Regions from separate parts of the Mus musculus genome. Here region 1 is linked to region 2. A link is a contact called in public HiChIP or PLAC-seq data. All regions are on one chromosome and are shown on one strand. Each heading gives the region's core, a stretch centred on a gene start, on an enhancer-like site or on the middle of the called end of the contact. The rest is flanking DNA. Distances are from core to core; before and after follow the strand shown.

Region 1 (2,700 bases), core at 65-2,564, 120 kb after region 2:
AGCCCCAGAAACAGAATGGGTCAGAACCAAGACAGTGCCAAGGGAAGGGGATGCATTTGGGGGTCTGGGGAGATCTAGAGGAGGAAGCCAACAGGGCTTCCATGAGACCACGTGGGAATTGCAGGCTGCTCTCTCCCTTCTCTTTGGGCCACCCATTCTTTACATATCTGCTGTAAAGGTCCCCCCACCTGCTTCCATTCCTCCAGGGACTCTGCTTTTCATGAGGATGATGCCTGAAGACTTCCTCCATCTCTCCACAGCCTCCTCCCAACCTCTTCCTCCCTCCTTGATACACCCAGGACAAAGTCATGCACATCCCCACTCTGGGCACCAGGCCATCAGCTCCTGGCCTGCTGCCTTTTTCCTGAGTGGTCTTCCACTCTTGGCTCCTGTCTTCTCTTTAGCTTTCAAAGCTACTTTGTTTGTTACCGCCGTTCACCCCGCTCCCTGTCCTTTGATCACGTCACAGGATCCCTCGTGCCCTTGGATACATCACCTATCTTCGTCTGCGTCCCCTACAATGCAATCGCCCAGACCGGTTTAGTTATGTCTCACCATCACACAGTCTTGCTCCCTACCCACCCTCTATACATACTCAGTAGCTGAGAGATGACTAGAAACCCTGATAGGAGTGATCTTTAGTGTGGTGTCTGGGGAGAAGGCAACAGTAACCACCGAGTTTGGGACAGAAGGGACAGATGTAGAGAGTCTCTCATCACCTGAAGAATCAAGGGCAAAAGCTCATGTATGGGCCAGGAGGCTCAGGGATGGGCCCTGTTCCTGTTCCCACCTCATCGAGGCTGCTGTCCCTGTCCTCTCCCCTGCCACATCCTCTGGCCTTGCCTTACAGAATGTCTCATGTCCCACTGTGTCTTCATGCCCTGCAGATCCATATGCCTGGAGGGTCTTTCTTGCATCCATCTGCTAACAGACTCCTTTTAGTCACCTTTCTAGATCAAGTCAAATGTCACCCCCACTGTGGAAGCCTGACCTGAAACTTCTGCCTGAGTTTAGTGCTCTCTCTACTCTCCCACATCTGGACTACAGCTCTGTTACTGTGCCTGCATTATTACACAAAGCAGCACCAACTGCCTTCCTCTCCTCCGTTTCTGTCTGGAGACCACGACGTTTCTATTATAGTAATAATTACAACAGTGAATCCATACTGAGCACTTACTCTGTACTAAACACTAAGCCAAGCGTTTTGCATGAATCACCTTATTTAATCTTTTCAATAACCCTAGGAGGTAGGTTGGATATTAGCCCCAAGTCTATGAAGGGTTGCATAAGTTGTATTACTCATGAATCAGAGCTAGAACTTGGCCCCAGAGCTGCCTGATCCAAAAGCCTTAGTCTCGTCTACTATCCATCAGGCCCTGGGCTAGGCATGAGAGGTGGAATCAGGGAAGCCAGATCCCATTCCTTCTTGCCAAGAGCTTACAGAGGTGAGGAACACAAGCATCCATCACAGCATCCCCAAATTAATGTTCAAGTTAGGTGTTGTGAGCCATGCTGTGAAGAAAAAGGCACAGATACCAGGGGGCTTAGCCTTGCTTGGAGAGTGCAGCCTCCATATCTGATTCATGTGTAGACCTCAGCCCTAAACTGCAGGCCTGAGCAGAGGGGTTATTCACTGCGTGTTTCTTAACCCATCTGAGCCAATTTGGCTTCTGTCCTCCCTCCCATACCCCCTTGGCCCAAAGTAACTTAACAGCACTTCCTGGGTAGTGTCTCCAAGAGCCTTTGAGGTCTCCTGTGGCTCTCCTGAAAGTGTAGCGGATGTTTCTCTGCTGATGATGAGAAATTCAGACAAGCTACTTAATGACTAAGGGACTAGAAGTGTCTCTAAGAGATGGGGAAGCATCATTCTTGCTTCGCTCAGCCTGGATTCCCCAGGCAGACTCAGGGCACTGACGAACTCCTTGCCTGTTTAGGGAGCAGCGTCATGAGCTCTGGAGAACAGCAGAACATTTAGGAGCTATGAGGGCTGAAGGATTGAGTGTTTGGACTGCAAAGCAAGACTGCTAAGGTCATTGAGATGGTCTAGTTAGGGACACTAACTAGTTCAGCATCCTTGGACCATCTCAGCAGGTGACAGCTGATTAATTGGATTCTCCAGTGTGAATGCTTACGTTTTATGGCTTGCAGGATAGATTGTCAAGTACCATCCTTTTGCTTCACAAGTGAGAGAGTTCAGAGATGTAAAATGACTTGTTCAAGGTCTCACAACCTATACATGGCAGAAGAACTAAAAACCTGGGTCTCTTGGCTTGTGGTTCACTGTTTTTTTTTTTTTTTTTTCCTGGTCAGGATACTGTAGGGGTTACCACCACCACCACCACCACCATCTACTATGTCTAGAGTTATATTAAGTGCATCAAGGAGAAACACATGCTTTCATGATCCGTGGCAGGTAGCTGCTGTGGAGCCTATGGAGGCAACACTGTAATGGATATTCCTTCAGAATCTTGCTGCCCAGGCACTCTGGACCCTGAGGTCTGAAGCCTGATGCTATTGTGGGCAGAAACCTTGGTGGGTGGGAGATAGGCTGCACTTCAGACAGGTGTCTCCAGAAGCCAGTTTCCTGCTTCCCCTCCGTGGTAGCAGACCCACGCCCGTCCCAGCCTCAGTTAAGATTTCAAGCTGGCTACTCGTGAGCTCAGACCAGCCCTGTCAGCCCCTAGGTTGGTCGAAGGGGCA
Region 2 (2,700 bases), core at 108-2,607:
GCCACTCTTTTTCGTTATCATCTCTGCTTAGTCATCTTTCATAAAAAATAGTCTGTATGTCTCAATTCAAACTCTTGGTTGGCCCAGGGTGTTTTATGGATGGCTCCAGGAAGATCCAGTCACCCTCGCTCCCTCAGTCACAGTCACGGGACAGATGGGACACTGGGCTGTCGGGCTGCCAGCTATGGGTGGAGCTTCTGTGGTCCCATAGAGTATGTTTCACTTTGAAAAGTGGATTTCAGCCCCCCTTTTAGAGATAGCTCAGTATGCATGAGACCCATCAAGGGAGAGAGGAAAAGGAAGAGAGAGAGGTGGAAGATCACATATGATCCAGAGGTTGTGTGTGTGTGTGTGTGTGTGTGTATGCATGCACGCATGTGCAAAAGGCATTCTGGGTTGTGTTCTGAGGTCCTGGAGTCACATCTTCACTGGTTCGACTGCAGCTGATCTGGAGACCAGACACTTTTCCCCAGCCTCGTCTTCTTGGATGCCAAAGGTAGATTCTGTTGGCCTTCCAGAGAGGAGCTGGGTATGAAATGTAATTTAGACAAAAGTGAATTTTAAGCTGTAAATCATGACCTGTACTGTCCTCTGTGAGAACACAGTGATAGAATCCAGCATCTGACCAGGCCACAGCATCTTCAGTAACCTCCTTTCATACATGACCAATGCCATACATTGCATACATGACACTATCCGTGAGCCCCTAGTTAACAATTTTCTGGTACCAGGATATGTTACCTGGGGAGTGAGTTTGCATCAAAGCCATACATTCAGTTCCTCATCCGCCTTTCCCTTCCTGGGAGTCTGAGAGGCAGGCTCTTGGCTCTTAATATGAAACCAACCCCATCCTCAGAAAGCTGTAAGAAATGAAACCCGCTTCTGCCAAGTGAGCCCTGAACCCTTGCTTCAGAGACAGAGACCCCAACACGCTGTCAGCCTCTGATGCCCATAGCATTCAGAACCTCTTTAATAAACGCTATACTCCCCAGCAGTCTGCCCCAGTTTCCTCTTAAACCCTGCTCCCCTGGTCTGAATCCTAATATCCCTCTTTCTTACCCCTTCTCTGGGAGGATTTGGTCTAGATTAAAGCCTTCTCAAACTTCTTATTCATATGGGGTATTACTATTATTTTAATTGACAGATCTCTCTATGTAACATGCTGCATAGCCCAGGCTGGGCCCTAACTCCTGGTCTCCTGCTTTACCCAAGGGCTGGGGCTATAGCATGTACCACCACACTAATTTCTCTCTTGCTTTTGTGCTTTGAAACACTAACGAACTTCCAAGTGCTGTCTTTGTGTGCCGTCATTGTTTATTATACCCAAAGTCAAACTCAGGCTTGTGCCAGGAAGATGACTCAGTCAGCAAAAAGCTCTTGTGTGGAAGTATGATGACCTGAGTTCGGTCTCGGGATTCCATTGTGGAAGAAGAGAACCAACTCCCAAAAATTGTTCCCTGACCTCTGAATAGGTTCTGTGGCATAATGTATATACAGTCCTCCCTCCCCCATAATGTATATACACACATCACCACAACCATCAGCAATAATTATAATAATAAATAAAATTTAAAATAATTATATTTAGTAATTCATTGTCTTAGTCAGGGTTTCCATTGCTGTGAACAGACACCCTGACCAAGGCAACTCTTATAAAGGACAACATTTAAGGGGCTGTCTTACAGGTTCAGAGGTTCAGTTCATTACCACCAAGGCAGGATCATGGCAGCATCCAGGTAGTCATGGTGCTGGAAATGCTGAGAGTTCTACATCTTGTTCTGAAGTCAAACAGGATAAGACTGGATCTCACGTGCTTAGGAGGAGGGTCTCAAAGGCCACCCCTACAGTGACACATTTCCTCCAACCAGGCCACACCTACTCCAACAAGGCGACACTTCCTAATAATGCCACTCCCTGGGCCAAGCATATTCAAACTAACACACTCATTAAAAAAAATGACAAACCCAATAAATGTCAGCACATTTGCATCTAATACTTTTAAGTGCATTTGTATTTAATACATTAAAAAATAACTTGTGCTGGGCAGTGGTGGCACACACCTTTAATCCCAGCACTTGGGAGGCAGAGACAGGCGGATTTCTGAGTTCGAGGCCAGCCTGGTCTACAGAGTGAGTTCCAGGGCAGCCAGGGCTACACAGAGAAACCCTGTTTCGAAAAACCAAAAACTAACCATTTAAACAAACAAAAACCAAAAACTTGTACTTCCTAAAAACAAAACTATCAAGGGAGAGAAGAGTAGCAGTGTTTTAAGCTTTCGCAGTTCTCTTTAATGTCTGAATCATTGTATCCCGTCTACTGTGACGTGTTGTTTCAGTTGAAGAGTATAAAGGAAATTTATACCCGCATAGGCAGCTAGGAAGAAGAGATATATCTTACTGTCTTTTCATAAAATTATAGGTGTTATTTGAAATCACATGTGTATAGGAAGTAGTTACTAAAAATTAATTACATGGGGTTGGAGAGATGGCTCAGAGGTTAAGACTGCTCTTCCAGAGGTCCTGAGTTCAATTCCCTGCAACCACATGGTGGCTCGCAATCATCTCTAATGAGGTCTGGTGCCCTCTTCTGGTGCGCAGGCATACATGCAGACATACTGTGTGCTTTGGTATGCTGATAAGTATCAGAGTTAGCCATTTGTCCCAGGTGTCTTTTGGACTTGATGACCACGTTGGTTAGTTT

Evidence for each region. HiChIP or PLAC-seq counts read pairs in DNA pulled down with a chosen protein or histone mark.
Region 1: a CTCF HiChIP or PLAC-seq map of the NIH/3T3 cell line shows a contact between it and region 2, with 10 read pairs. The contact joins two enhancer-like sites. A contact is called at or near these places in 1 of 15 datasets of contacts at CTCF or cohesin (the NIH/3T3 cell line), 1 of 484 Hi-C or Micro-C datasets (pre-megakaryocyte-erythroid progenitors), 1 of 115 datasets of contacts at active chromatin or transcription factors (embryonic stem cells) and 1 of 9 other capture datasets (embryonic stem cells).

What each region holds. Positions count from the first base shown.
Region 1 is chr3:103,614,502-103,617,201 of GRCm38.p6, forward strand. The region is part of intron 3 of Syt6 (synaptotagmin VI); the gene reads left to right. Among named protein-coding and RNA genes, the nearest start is that of Syt6, 41 kb to the left of the region's middle. Within about 2 kb of position 1,315, at least 6 of the 459 cell types and tissues checked have an H3K27ac peak or open chromatin away from gene starts, as enhancers often do. A contact at or near this core is called in the NIH/3T3 cell line, where this site is marked.
Region 2 is chr3:103,489,829-103,492,528 of GRCm38.p6, forward strand. No RefSeq gene overlaps it. Among named protein-coding and RNA genes, the nearest start is that of Gm34049, 10 kb to the right of the region's middle. Within about 2 kb of position 1,358, at least 10 of the 459 cell types and tissues checked have an H3K27ac peak or open chromatin away from gene starts, as enhancers often do. A contact at or near this core is called in the NIH/3T3 cell line, where this site is marked.